Linked DNA regions of Mustela erminea: region 2 is linked to region 1. The links are chromatin contacts, called in public Hi-C maps. All regions are on one chromosome and are shown on one strand. The core of a region is the stretch at or near the end of the contact, and the rest is flanking DNA. Distances in the headings are between cores, read along the strand shown. Region 1 holds the start of SEL1L (protein sel-1 homolog 1). Region 2 holds the start of GTF2A1 (transcription initiation factor IIA subunit 1).

Region 1 (7,482 bases), core at 4,407-6,906:
AAATAATAATCAGACACTTGATAAATATACCTAGAATTATCTAAAAATCGGTTGTATTCAACAACTATACAGAAAAGATTAGGTAAAAGGAAAGCAAGGGGTTAGATGGAACAGTTCTTCCTCTTTGCCCGGGAAGGCACTGCTTTCATCTAGTGCCTTATTCAGGTAAGAAGCCCAATTACCACCACCACCCTTACCACCAAACACACTTCCTCAGACACCATCCAATTCTTTTGTTCATATTTTATTCTACTACTGAGTTGCTAAACTTAAAAAATAAATCTCTGAATCTGTGGTTCAGGGTTCCACCTATTATTCCCCTCTGCTCAGAATCCAGAGTTATAGAGCTTATTTTAGTGCTGGTGCTGATTAGCATTTTATTGTTCACTGAGACTACTAAAGATGGACACTAACAATTACTATTATGCGACAGAAGAGTTGCCAGACTAAGATATTTAGGATTTGTATTCTACTTCACTGAAGAGTTAACCAGATAAAAGCAAAAACTAGCAGCATACCATCATGTACTCACTCACGTGAGATCTATTTATTAAGAAATCAGTATCTTAAATTAAATAAACAATGAATCCAGCCCCTGGTTACAACTTTCTTCCAAATTCATATCTACTGCTTTGGCTTTGTCAAATTATGTTAATTTTCTATTATTCTGTGTTTTTGTGCTATTACTTCTATTCTGGCTACTTGCTACTCTTTTTCCTGATCTTATACAAACACATTGAGCACAAATGCCCATATGCTTATGTTTGGTCATTGTATTCCTGGCCAGTTTACAAAAAACAACTGTTAGATGGTCTCTAGGTTCCCTTCTTCTTCTTAAAATGATCTGATTTTATCCAGGAGTCAATCTCAGTTATAAGCTCATAAGCTATATAAGAAATTGACCAGTAGACAAAATGCTATAAAACCAAGTGCTTTTTACTAGAAAGTTCGGTGTTACAGTTGCCCTTCATCTTTACTTCATATAGTTATATATATATTTTTTTAAGATTTTATTTGTTTATTTGACAGAGATCACAAGTAGGCAGAGAGGCAGGCAGAGAGACAGAGAAGGAAGCAGGCTCCTTGCTGAGCAGAGAGCCTGATGTGGGACTCAATCCCAGGACCCTGAGACCATGACCTGAGCGGAAGGCAGAGGCATAGCTCACTGAGCCACCCAGGCGCCCCATATGGTTATATCTTAAATATTATTTATAACTTGTAACTCTTTCAAGCATAACAAAAATATGCTTTGGAGTTTGTATTATCGAAGTAGTGAGCTAACTTTAAGAAGTATAAGCTGAGGTGCATGGGTGGCTCAGCGGGTTAAAGCCTCTGCCTTCAGTTCAGGTCATGATCCCAGGGTCCTGGGATGGAGCCTTGCATTGGGCTCTCTGCTCAGTAGGGAGCCTGCTTCCTCCTCTCTCTCTGCCTGCCTCTCTGCCTGCTTGCGATCTCTATCAAATAAATAAACTCTTAAAAAAAAGAAGTATAACCAATTCATTATGTGTATAATATACAACACGATTTCATAGTATTTGTTTCTTTTGAATATTTGAGAAAACTAGTCTACCAGTGAGGTTTGCCATATAAGAAAAGTGCTGTCAATTCAAAGAACACTTAAACTATAGTTACTTTCACATTTACTACTTTTAGACTACTTTCCAAATGTTTTATTTCTTATGGGTGGGGAAGAGAAGGGTATAGCATGCATTATCCCACAGTACCTATAACATTTAGGTAGTGATGGTACTTAATTAACAATCATCCTTCATGCTAACTTCTTCACAGGTTTTACCCAAAGCCCGAATTCTAACACATGGTTCAAATTCCATTCTCAGCAACATATGGATAAAGGAAAAAAAATTCATCTCTACCATATATCAAAGTTGTATGAGTGGATATGTTTAAGTAATCACAAACATTAACTAGTTAATGTATCAAGAGCAGACATTAATTGTGTAAATGTATATATCCCCAAACTTTAAATAAGCCAGAGCTCTTAAATTACTAATCACTAAATCATGAAATTTAGTGCCTTCTCACAACAGGTCACATATGCAGCAAATAAGTATATAATACAGATACCTATAAGTAAACTTAAAGACATGTACATTTGAGATACTACAAGCTATTACACATTGAAGTAGCAAAATGTGTTTTTAAACTCCGGGAGTCATTGAAACCTGTGACATCAGGGTTATTTCACATGAATTGCATCATGCTTCTGTCTCTCTTCTCTTCAAACTAGCAATAGGTACTAAGGTTACTAGTAAATAAGAGAAGTCTTTCTCATTTACTAAATGGGAAAGTCTACTCCAGATGGTAGTCTTAAAGCATAAGCTATTTTCTCTCTCAAAGTGATATATCTATTCACATAACACTTTTATAGAAGTTGCTTATAATCTAGAAACTTCTGATATGTATTAGTAAGGTAACAAAGACACTTAAGTTATGCATAAACAAAAATAATAACACTTTTAGCGGAACACAAACATCAAGAAAAAAATGCAAAAGAGTTCAATGAAGAGTTACAGATTTCTCATTCAACAGTATCACATCCAGAATATAAAGGTTTACATTACTTTAGAATTGTACACTTTCCTTTGAAAAAGACCGATTTTCATCTTTATTATATCCGCCAACCAAACAGCAAAAAGTACTGGGGATATTCTTTCAGGGAAAAGTAATTATCATAAATTCATTTTCCAACTTGTCATGTAAACTAAACAGACTGATAGATCTTCAAACACAGAAGTCCTAAGAGTTTGGTGAAAAGAGAGCAGACATCTGCTCTCTGCTTACCACGGAATCTGTGCAGATCCTACAATACTCCTGATTTTTAACTACTCCAAAATAGAGGCCTGGAGAGCTAAGTTCAAAACCTCACTTCATTACATATTAATTTTATACACGTGGTTCAAAATAGCAAGCTTGGTCAGCCTCTTTCTCAACCTGTCAAAAGAGAATAATACCATCTGTCCTGTTGACTCACAATAATGTTTTAGGGAAGAAAAGAATAATGAAATTAAACGTCTGCAATCTGAAACTTACTCTTTGAATATCTAATAGAACTATTACCTGGAATACTTAGTGGTGAACCTGATTTAAAAGATTCTGTAACACTGGCACAAAGGGAGAAAAAAGAAAAAGCGAACCATTTATCTTTTCCTGCTGAAAATAAGAAAACAAGTATTTCTAAGTGAGAAAACATATAGCATTTTCTAATACTGAGAAAATGGAGAAATTTCTTTTTAACCTTCTCCTTTATTTATTCACAGGAAAAAAGTATTTTGAATAAAAATGTCATATTTTTATATGTCTTTAAAACAAGATATGAAATAACAGCTACTAACAGTGATAGGATCAAGATTTCCTTTGTTGGCTGATTATACTGGTAAATATGCAACTTGCTTTGGTAACCAGTAACATTCAAACTTTAAATCCACACAGAATTATGGCCCAAGGCTTGATTTTTAAATAGGAACAAATCTTTAATAATGAGGCTGACTTCCTATATACATAAGCAATTTAATGAATAAGAAAGTCAACTGAAAATCCATGTACTCAATTTCTAAAACTTCACCTCACACAAGTGTTTTACTATAATTGCACTTGAGCGCAGTAGTGCCTTTATTACCGGTCAGCACATCTCTGTTGCTTTAGTTCTGGCTAAGTATGGATTCTGGCTCCGCCAGAGAAATGCCCTGGCACAGGTGAACTACGATGGAAATCCGAGCAGACATTTTTGAACCCAGTTCTCTGCTTACATCAACACAATCCAAAGATTTAACACTTCAGTATGAGTAATCTATTATAACATCCCGAGAATCCCTATTGTTGATTAAATGACTTCTTCAAGTACCATTTCCACTGACGTGAAGCTCTTAACGCATATGAAATCTAGTTAACAGAATATGCAGGAAAATGTTTGTAGGGCTTTAATTTCCTTTAAATTCTGCAAACTTAATTCAGAGGAATACTCACCGTGTTCTTTTACTAGTCGTTCTTACGCGTTAGTGTGAAGAATTATTTGTGAAGCTTGTTTAACTACAGATACCCCAACCTGCTCCATACCTAAAACTGCATGTTTAACAAACTCCTACGAGGACTTCTGATGCCAAGTGGTCTATGGCCCATCAGGTACTCTATCGATTATACTCAACAGTTTATTTCATATTTCCTGTGGCCAAATAATTGTTAGCAGGGCTTCAAGAGTCAGGTAGTTTTGGAGATTTGGTCATGAATACAAACCATTACTAAAAAGGGGGAAGGCATGATGTTGGCAGTAAAGTAACTAGCATATGCTTGTTGCTTTTGAAGTGGTATCTCAAACCACAATATGGATAGAATTTTAGGTTTAGACCTCTTATTTTAGAAACAGAATGACGTTATGGCATTGACTTACAACTAGGACAGATAATTTGGGGATTCAAATAACCATCTGGGAAATTTTCTGTTGGAAAAAAAAAAAAAAAGTTGACATTTATACCCTGCCTTGTTCCAAAAAAATTTAAAGCCACAGAACAGCTGTTTTGTTAACTAAACTGATTAAAATCCAAAAGCTTTATTGTACTAATTTGTTGCTTTACCAACATTTAGAAACACTAAGTGCTTCTTTATCAACACTCCCAAAACAGAAGTTTTCAGATGTAGGCAGACCGAACTATTAAGAAAGAAAAATACATCTCAGAACCCTAGTATTAAGCCGCTAACTGGAAAATCAACTCAAAAGCGCATGAATTTTTATATCTACACAAAACATGAAAATCAGGTGCTATATACATTTTAAATTTACAGGGACCAAGATTTCCTTAAAAAAAAAAATCACAAAGTTGCTGTCAACAAACATGGGGCAACTCAGAAACACGGTGACAGAGATCAACACCACTTTCTCGAGAATATCTCCCTAAAAAGGGATTGAGCGTGGACACAGTTCCATCAAAAGTCTTCATTTTAAAACAGACCAGGAGATAAGGGGCACCTCAGGTGCTCAGCAATCCACCAAAACCACTGTCAACATCCTGGTTTTGATGGACCCGGCTCTGCTCAGTGATAACCCCAGGTGGGTCAACTACTTAACTTACAAATCCCAAGCACATAATCTGTCCGAGAGTTGAGGAAGTTCCAGGAAGGCTCAGGTGTCACTGTGGCGCTAAGCCAGCGCTCGGGATTTATTCCCCAAGAGTCAATTCCTCACTCGCGAAGAGTCGCGTAAAGTTTGTTAAGGGAGGAGAGGTGTGGGCAGGGGGACCGCCCCTTCCCTTCCTCCCCTCTCTAGCTCCCTAAACACCCCCTCTCTCCCAGGCCAGCCAAAGCCCGAGGAGTGACAGCAAGAGGCTCGTGCGAAGTGTGACCAGAGAGAGTGGAGCCTCCAGCTTGAGCCCCCACGGCCCTGCCCCGGGATGGAGGCCGGGGGGGCGGTGGCTCCCGGCCTCCAGTCCGAGGGGGCGGATACTGACCCGAGGACGCCGAGGCCGAGCCCAGCAGCACAGCACAGAGCAGCAGCGTCAGCCCAACTCGGACCCGCATCCTGCTCCCGCGGCCGCTGCCACCCCCTGGAGCTGTCGCTTTCGCCTCTGCCACCACCGACTCAGCTACCGCCGCCGCCTCGCCGCTGCTCTTCCTGCTCTGGTCTCCTTCCTCCGCCCCTTCCCAGGCCTCCCTGCCCTAGAGCGGAGCCAATCCCCGCCCGCCGCCTCGGGCTCTGTGCCCAATCGCCGCAGTCTTCCCGCCCACCCTATTGCCCCGCCCCCGGGGTCATACATTGACCAATAATTTTGCGAGATTCCCACACCGGCTTTCCTGATTGGACCACGGCCTCACGACATGGCCCCAGCTAATTGGTAGATCCTGAGTTCAACCATCCCGGAATCAGGGCGTGAGTCCAGGGCCGGGAAGAAAAGAAAGTCACCCAGGACTACAATTCCCACAATACATTTCATGGGCTTTTTTCGAAGTGTGCGCTCGGAAAACGTATCCCATTATGGAGCAAGATTTAAAAGTGCAGGTGGGTGTTGAAACTAAGAGAACTTACTGAGTAACATCTGCGCTAGACGTTAGCTCAAGGCCACGAGCCCACAGGGTGTTTTGTTTGTTTGTTTGTTTGTTTGAGCCAGCATATGTAACAAGAAACCCACGTTATAAGGTTAAGCGTTTGTAATGTGTTAAGCTGTTCTTCCTCTTTGTTTTATTTAGAAAATTTGAATTGGACACATCTGAGAGTTAACTTAGGAAAAGTACAACAGCTAGACCGAGTTCGAAATATTTTCTTGAACTTAGATAAAACAGTGCCATATATAGGGAAACCGGGATGGAACTCACTACCCCTCTTCCTTTCCCTGACAAAACAAATGGAAAGAAACCCCATTCAGTGCAGATCATGTCAATGTTAGTATTCATTTTTAGGGGGGCCACCGGGTAATAATCATCTGGAAAACGTGCTAACAGCCTTTGCAAAAAGGCTTTCAAACCCTTGTCCTTATCCCTCTCTTTTTTGTGAGTTATACTGTTTTCTTCCTCCTGAGTTCCGGAGGCTGGAGTGGTGTATTTGGAGACAAAGGTGAGGGTGATCGCATTGCAGACGACGAAATAGTCTTGTGTATCAAGTACCAACTCCAGGCATGTTCCCACTGGGTAGCAGGGCAGTAGCTTGTGTTCCTGCCCATTCATCAAATTGTGTCATTCTGTTTTCCCTAGCATCCACCCACCATCAGCTTGGTCCTGGAACCGAGCTGAACTCAGTCCTCAGCTCCCTTGAGGTCAGGTTTCTGGACAAGTCCACCCTAGCCACATATCTTAATACCTCCAGGCATTTTTTTTCCCAATTATTTATTTATTATTTTATTTTAAAAATTTTAAAGATTTTATTTATTTATTTATTTGGCAGGTAGAGATCACAAGTAGGCAGAGAGAGAGGAGGAAGCAGGCTCCCCGCTGAGGAGAGAACCCGCTGCGGAACTCCATCCCGGGACCCCGGGATCATGACCTGAGCCGAAGGCAGCGGCTTAACCCACTGAGCCACCCAGGCACCCTATTTTTTATTTTTTACTTTTATTTTATTATTATTTTTTTATTTGACAGACAGAGATCACAAGTAGGCAGAGAGGCAGGTGAAAGGGGGAAGCAGGCTCCCTGCTGAGCAGAGAGCCGGATGCAGGGCTTGATCCCAGAACTCTGGGATCATGACCTGAGCCGAAGGCAGAGGCCCTAACCTAGTGAGCCACCGAGGCGCCCTTCCATTTTTTTTTTTTTTAAATAAAAATCCTCTTTTCCAGGATAAGGATAAAAAACTGTTAATTCAGACCCCCCCCTCCAAAAAGAAAAAACAAACGAAAATACTAACTGCTGTTCCACATTCACATCAGAGGAGATGAAGGAAATTATTGTCCTGTTACTCTCTTGTTACCTCCTTGGTACTGATCTCTGTTTCTGTTACTAACAATGTTTCCTCAGAGTTCCTCTGATTTTAAATCATAGAGTAAA
Region 2 (7,275 bases), core at 2,441-4,940, 260 kb before region 1:
TTATTATTACTACTATTGTTGGTATTACTTAGGAAGGGTTGGAGGAGAAGATTGTTCTAAAGGTTGCCAGAAGAATAAAAGGAGAAAAAATGTGAAAGCACTTTCAAAAGTATAAAGTATTTTTTAAAAATCAAAAGGTAATGGACAATAATCTGCTCAACCCACATCCTATTTTTAACATGTTAGGCAAGAAGTTTGCATGTCAGTATGATAGAACTAGTGCTATCTTGTTATAAATCCTAACCATTATCTCACACAATTAAGGTTATCATCCTTTTTCCTTTAATGTTTGTTATTATTTGTGTTTTATAACCTGCTTAAAGTAAGAATTACTGGTTCCCCAATAAAACCAAGGGTTTGCTCTCATAACCAAACCTCAAACAGAAATGCTTCACTAGCATCTCTTTCAGAAACATTGTTATCACAGGAGAACCATCTAAGAAAATGCGTTTCTTGCACTGCCAAAACTACAAATAACGAGTTCCTCTGTATAACTTACCTCAACCATTAAAATCTGTTCCTTTTCATCACAACCAGAAAAACAATTCATATACCTGGGTTCTGACCTTTGCTATTCCACACACTAACCTACTTTATTTTACCAAATTAACCTCTGTAAACTATTAAGTTATTCATGTGCAAATGTGGAACTCTATAGGATCTCAATTTTAACATTCTGATTCTATATATAAGGAAATTGTCACTGACTATAGGTATCACTTTATCTATGCAGATTTAACCACTGAATTACAAAAATAACATTTAAAAAGTGGCTTTTTAAAGCCAATAATGATCCTTAAAGCACTATTAAGGTGACGGTATAATTTTAAGTTTGTTACTATAAATCTTAAGTTGATGATATAAATTTTTTTTTTCAGCAAACTGGACAGTTGGTGTTTTATGAAGTCAATCACTCCTAAAAATCTGCAGCTTGGAGATCCAGAGATTTACAGGTACAAAACTTGCTTTCTTCTGGCACTCCCTACTTAATGAATTTATATTGTTTTAGGATTTTGCTTATGCACCTTAGTTAAGTTACAACTTGACCATTTAGCGGATTCATAAAAGCACCATAAAGGGAAATGTGTATTCTTCATGACATACACATGCAAAGAACAATTTAGCAGAATTCTTCCGAAGTTGATAAGCCCCCATAATACTGATGAATGGGGGATGTAGGGACTATCTGAATAAGCAATTTCCAAGTTATTATTTAAAATACTAAACCTTACTTGAGCCAAAGTTTTTGCCTTTTACAAAATACAAAGTATTTTAGGTTTGTCCTGGTTTTCAAAACACAGACATTCCAAACTGGTAAATTAAAGAACCATGACTGTCACTACCTAATGACTATTTAGAAGGTTCCTTTCAAAAGTGTTAGTTCCCTGAGGGAACACTGGAAAATAAATCAGATTAACATCCATCTAGAATATTAATATCCAATGAAATAAACTGCCAACTTACAATTTTAATTTTTTTAAGATCCAGTTTGCACTACGCCTCCTCACTCTCATTACTCACAATTCGTCTGTACATAAGTGTACTATAGAGATAAGGTCCTATGCTGAGGCTTTAAACACTTGAATATTCTTCAAAAAGCTTTGTGTCTCCAACATTTATTACAGAAAAAAGGCGTATTAGAAGCTTTACTTCTAACATATTTTCTGAATACTTGAAGAACAGAACACTACCAAAAGTCAAGTACCCTTCAGCTAACAGTTAATGTAGGAAGCATTTTTTTTTTAATTCCCGACAATAACGCATTTTCCAATACAAAAACGATTAGACATCTGAGCTACAGTTCTGTTTAAAAGCAAAAATAAAAAGAAGGGCCAGCAATTTTATTTTCCCCTAACAAAGACAGGAAACCCTAACTACTGCTTCAAAACAACCACCACCAACTTGGGAGGCTGAAAGCGGCCCTGTCGGGTGCGAAATTACAGTGCAAGCAGAGGACCTAGAAATAAACTGAGCTCTGCACACTCCTGCCTCTCGCCTCGGGAGCACGCACCTCCCAGCCCCGCTCTCAGCAGCTCTCACTATTTAAAGCCGGATCTAGTGTTTAAATGGAGAGGCGGTGACGTAGGCCTGAAAAGCACCTTCCCATCCTGGCAGAGTCTATATTAGAGAGCGGCAATGGCTCTATATAAACAGGGCAGCCAAAGGGAGGAGGACCACAAAGCTCAGGGACTGAAAAGCAGGGTAAGCGGCCGCAGCCATGATGGATCGACCCGAGTCGCCAACGGTACGGAGTCGGGCGGCCGCGGGCTTATCCGCGGCGTTTGGGACCGGGCAAAAACGTGTTTTATTGTCAGAACAAAAATAAGAGTGGGGTGGACTAGTGATCACATTGCGTTGGTGACTGACAAGGTTATTTATGTGACTGCTTTTTGCAAACCTACGTGATCGCAAGTAACCAAAAAGGGACTAATGGGGAGAAGTAGGCAAATTTCAAGGCGAAAGCAGGGGCACTTTGACCACTGTAAGCTTTTTCTTTTTGTTGCTTTGGTGCTTTTGCTAGTGGAAGATACGATGGGGGTTTTGCTTCCCCTTCGCCATTTTACCGATTCGGAAGGAACCGAGATAAGTGCTTTTCAACCTTAGTCCTTTTTTTTTTTTTTTTAAAGAAACATAAAATGGCCCCAGTGAAGGCTCCCTAAGCACAACCGCCAGAAACACCCCAAGTGACCCCCAAAGTAGCCGTTCACCTTCCACTGCATTGAAGTGGACCACAGCGGGTCTTGGGGACTTGCCTAATTCCCCAGACGCGGTTTTTGTTTTGAGGCTGCTCGGGGTGGCCCTTCTCGAGCCGGCGCGACCCGGCCCGCTTCAGGGTGGGGGAAGAGGTGGCTTCCCGCCCACCCTCCCACCCGGCGGCCGGGGTCTGGGACCCGGGCCGCGCGCTCGCCCCGGCCCAACGGCCTCTGCGGCCCGGACCGCCCCGCGGCGGCCCCAGGCCCAGCCGGCGCCCCCGCCCTCCCGCCGCCGCCGTCGCCGCCGCCGCGAGCCCGAGGCGCCCCCCCGCGCCCGCCGCCCCGGCCCGCTCCGCCCGAGGCGGGAAGCGGCGGCGGCGGCGGCCGCGCGGGCGGCTGAGGAGAGTAGAGGCCGGGAGTCGCCGCCGTCCCCGCCCCCGCCCGTTCCGGCCGTTGCTGCCGCCTGGACGAAGCCCCCGCCGGCCACCAAACCACGTCCTTACCACGGTGTTTGTATTTGTCGAGTTCGCCATTTCCACACACAACACAAACAAGAGGGGGGCAAGCCCGAGAAAACAAGAGAAAAACAAAACCAAAAAAGAAAAAAGAAAACCAAAACACCCGGAGGGTGGCCCAAGCCACCGCAAGATTGGGGGTAAAAATTTCAAACAAAATCGAATCCTGAAAGAGTAGAGGGGAGCGGTGAGAGGAGGAGGAGGAGGGGGGCAGTCCTCCCAGAGCTAAAAACCTCGAGAATCGCCCTTAAAAAAAAGCCACGACCCTTTTGGGGTCCAGGGGGCGTTGCCCGCTCCCCACCCCGCGCCAAGGAGGGAAACCACCACCGGTCGCCGCTCCCCGCGCCGCCGCTGCCGCCACCGGCTGCAGCTCCAGCCGTCCGGTCCGCCCGCTTCTCCCCTTTATATAGTGAGCCAAGGAGCTGCCGCCGCCGCTGCCGCCGCCGCCGAGAGACAGGGCGGAGGGGGAGGGAGGGGCGGAAAGGGCGGGGGCAGAGGTGGGCGGGGTTGAGCGCGAGACACCGCGAGAGCCGCCTGCGCAGGCGCGCCGGGGCGGAGGCCGCCGTGGGCCGCGGCGTCACGCGCCGTGGAGGGTGCTGGGCGGGCGGAGCCAGGGAACTGGAGTAGTTCTGTCCGCTTGCCGACTCCCCAAGTCTCGCGTGATCACGTGGTTGCCAGCCAGGCGGAAGTGTTCCACAGCTCTTTTAGGGTGAGGGACTTGCAAAGCACTGCTGGAGAAGACGTGAGTTCTGGTGACGCTGGAGTCCAGAGTTACCTGGGACCGACTCTTGTCAGGTGTTTCTGCATCTCCCTGAGCTGGAGAAGCTAGGAAATATGGAAGGGGTGGTGGCAGCTGCCACGCTAGCAATGGCTGCAGAGGACCTGTCACGTGTTCCCGCTTCCGGCCCCGGGAGTGCTCGGACTCCGGGCAGAGTTTTAAATGCGGAGTCATCTCAGGGCTTGAGTTAGTGATTCCAAGCTCTGAGGCTTCCGTTCGTCTCCTGAAAGGTGGGCCTTTCCCCTGCAAAATTGTATGCGTCTTCCTGAAGGGGAAGAAATCTGATTTGGGCCCACTGTTAACATATTTCAGGATTAGTAACCCCCTGAACTGGCTGAGTTGTCTCCCCAGTACAGCTAAAAGTCTCTGGGCTCAAGTTTCCCAAGTTTCGGCCATCTACTAGCCTACTAGTACTTTAAGTGACTTACAACGGTGGTGGGAATGCCAAACAAAACAAAACGAAGCAAAATACGAGCTACCGGATTATGACAGCACGATAACGTTCCCCGCCACCACCACCTCTTTTTAATACTGCCAAAATTCTGTAACCATATGTCCTGCGTGTATTGACTAACATCTGAAATACTTCCCCTTGACCCACCAACTCTCGTGGCCTCTCGCTGCGAGAGAGCTGGCAAAAAAAGTCCATGTCTTGAAGTATAAATCAAAAGGCGTTTGACTTGCTCTGCTCGGGCAAATCCCGCCTTTATGGCAACATTTCACGCGGAACAGAGAATGCTCTGTTTAGAAGGTAGAACTCACAGTACCTAATTCTCTTGTCCCTAGGAATTTTGAGAAACATGGAATGTAGTCTGAACAAGTGAGGGAGTTTATCCTCATAAAGCAAAACGAAATGAAGCTGGATGCAGCTGAGAGCATATTTGAAAAATATCAAAGACAACGTACCAGAGAGAGGAAAAAGATGCAACCTGCCAGGACCTGAAGGAAGAAATTAGAGAAAGCAGAAGCCGTTAAGACTCAGAAAATGGGAAGTTGTGGGTATGCTTGTGATGGGCATAGAGAATATCAATTTTGAGATTTCTTTTAACACCACCTGCCTTAAATGAGTTGCATTTCAGTTCCCTGCACAGCTTCCTGAGTGAAGGCACTTAAAAAGCCGTCCTAGAAAATCTTAGTGCTCTTGATACATAAAAATTGGATTCTATCACCTTTTGTAATTCTTTTAATATTCAGGTGACCATTAGCCGGAAAAGTTGTACTAAACAGTACCACTACTGGTAAATTTCATCACTAATTAGGACTTCTTTTTACCTCTTTATGTATGCATACTACCAACTATTTGCACTTGGAATCACTCACCTTCCACGTCATTTTCTTCTCTCACCACTTGATAGTCTTAACTAAATGATAAAATGTTTTGCCATCAGTTACGATAAAGACCACTGCATACAAAACATGGGTTTGAATGTATGAGATTTATTCTCCACAGACTTATTCCAATGGGATTAGTCACCATTTTGCTCTGATTGAACCTGATCTATGAAGTAACAAAATACAGTTACTGGATTAAAAAGACAGAAAACCCCGTCCTGGACTCCTTAAGATCTTCCTACTTCTTAGAGGCTCTGAGATGGCCTCTGTTTGTACATACTTTAAATTGCAACAGTGCTGAAGCACTTAACTAATATTAAACCAGAGCTCTTCCCTTCTCTTTTCATTGTGCCTGGATTCCATTCCAATTTAGTTTTCCGTTCCTCATTTAGTTGTAATATGTTGTAATATGCCTTCAATCACTACATATGTGGGCCAGCCATCTTAGTTACAGAAAGAGACATTACCTGATCTTGCACCAAAATAGTGGGTCTGGATAATTTGGAGACTACAGCTGTTTAATTCACAAAACTGGAAATCTGTGAATAGAAAGCTCCTCCCATGTAAGACTAGATTTAGCATTATATTTAAATTGTTTTTATCTGAACTTTTTCTTGGGGAAGGGTAGCTTGAATAACTTTTCTAATTTTAGCTGTTCCTTGTACCATGTATGAATCATGAATCATTTTACTGCATATTCAGTTTACAAACTCATACTTGGTAACAGCCATATACTTAAACAGATAGATACTTATAGTGCTCTCTTTCTTTGTAATGCATCTTTTAGTTATTTATTTTTTTACTTCAAAGTGATTTGTACTGGACGATAGCAAGTTACTTCTTCCTTTTAATGCTAATATTCTGCCTAAACACTGAATAATTGCTAAACAAAAGAAGCAATGGAAAAATTTAGTGCTTAAATTTTAATATACCATAAACAAAATGACACCAAACCTTATATGTCCAAACAGTAAAATGTTCTGCTCTGCAAATGACTATTTTAGCAACAATCCCAAGAGAGAAAAAAAAAAAAATCTAAAAAGACTGCTCATGGAAATTAGCTTGAACTAAAATCTCATTATGTAACTTACCTTCAGTTTCCATGTTCTTAAATAATAGATAGATAGATAGATAGATAGATCAATAAAGGTAATTATCTGGTGTCTTTAGGAAGCATGCAGCCCTAGTAGTATTGGGCACTTTGGGAGAACACTGAAGTGAAGAGGGAAGATCTTGTAATTCAAGTCTACCAATCCTAGTGAAAGTCCCTATTGTATAGTGCATAGTTATAGCATTCATTCAATATATTAAAAGCACTGATGTTTTTCAGAACTAACAAAAAGAAATATATTCAGAATTCATATATTTTTAGGTCTTTATAAAAGCAAAACAAAAAACACCTGTTGATTTCCATATGCACTGATGTATAATGCAGTGTATAAAAAGAAATTACTAGCCACACCAATGACTTTATACATATGAGGAGATTTTTTTAATTATTTTTTTTCACCATTCTCTTCCTTTTCGCTTACAGTTTAAAATTGCTGCTTCATGTCTTAAAACAGCAACTTACTTGCAATTATTTTTTGTATATGGAAATATAAGGCAGTTAGTGGTGGCTTAGCAAAAATAACTTAGTGCAGAGTCTGTGCAATCATGTTTGACAGTGCCATTACTTTACTGTGAGACGTTCTGCAGTAACTAAACTTCTCTGTGCTTGATAAGATGAAATAGTAACCACCACCTATGGATTGTTGTTAAGATCAAAGGTACTAGAAAGTGCTTTGCTAAGTATTGGATGGACGTTTTTATTATTAACGGTAAGTTACGTCAACAACATCAAAAGGGGATGTTCTTTTTAACACACTTTATAGAACACTCCTATGGTTGATGATTAATTTTTCCAGAGAAGTTTGGCTAAATCTTGATAACTTAAGTGGTGAGTATACAGAATAAG

Evidence for each region. Hi-C and Micro-C count contacts between places; a contact is called where the count stands out from the background.
Region 2: a Hi-C map of spleen shows a contact between it and region 1, with 4 times the contacts expected there. The contact joins the promoter of GTF2A1 here to the promoter of SEL1L in region 1. A contact is called at or near these places in 2 of 3 Hi-C or Micro-C datasets (skeletal muscle and spleen).

Annotation. Positions count from the first base shown.
Region 1 is chr5:126,310,341-126,317,822 of mMusErm1.Pri, reverse strand. It overlaps SEL1L (protein sel-1 homolog 1), which reads right to left and starts at 5,656. Exons shown (of 21, transcript XM_032344778.1): 1 at 5,460-5,656. The coding sequence starts at 5,529. It overlaps LOC116591665 (a long non-coding RNA gene), which reads left to right and starts at 5,861. Exons shown (of 6, transcript XR_004286099.1): 1 at 5,861-6,007.
Region 2 is chr5:126,567,337-126,574,611 of mMusErm1.Pri, reverse strand. It overlaps GTF2A1 (transcription initiation factor IIA subunit 1), which reads right to left and starts at 3,690. Exons shown (of 9, transcript XM_032344782.1): 1 at 3,197-3,690. The coding sequence starts at 3,226. LOC116591670 (a long non-coding RNA gene) reads left to right here and starts at 2,099. Exons shown (of 2, transcript XR_004286103.1): 1 at 2,099-2,245; 2 at 4,773-6,778.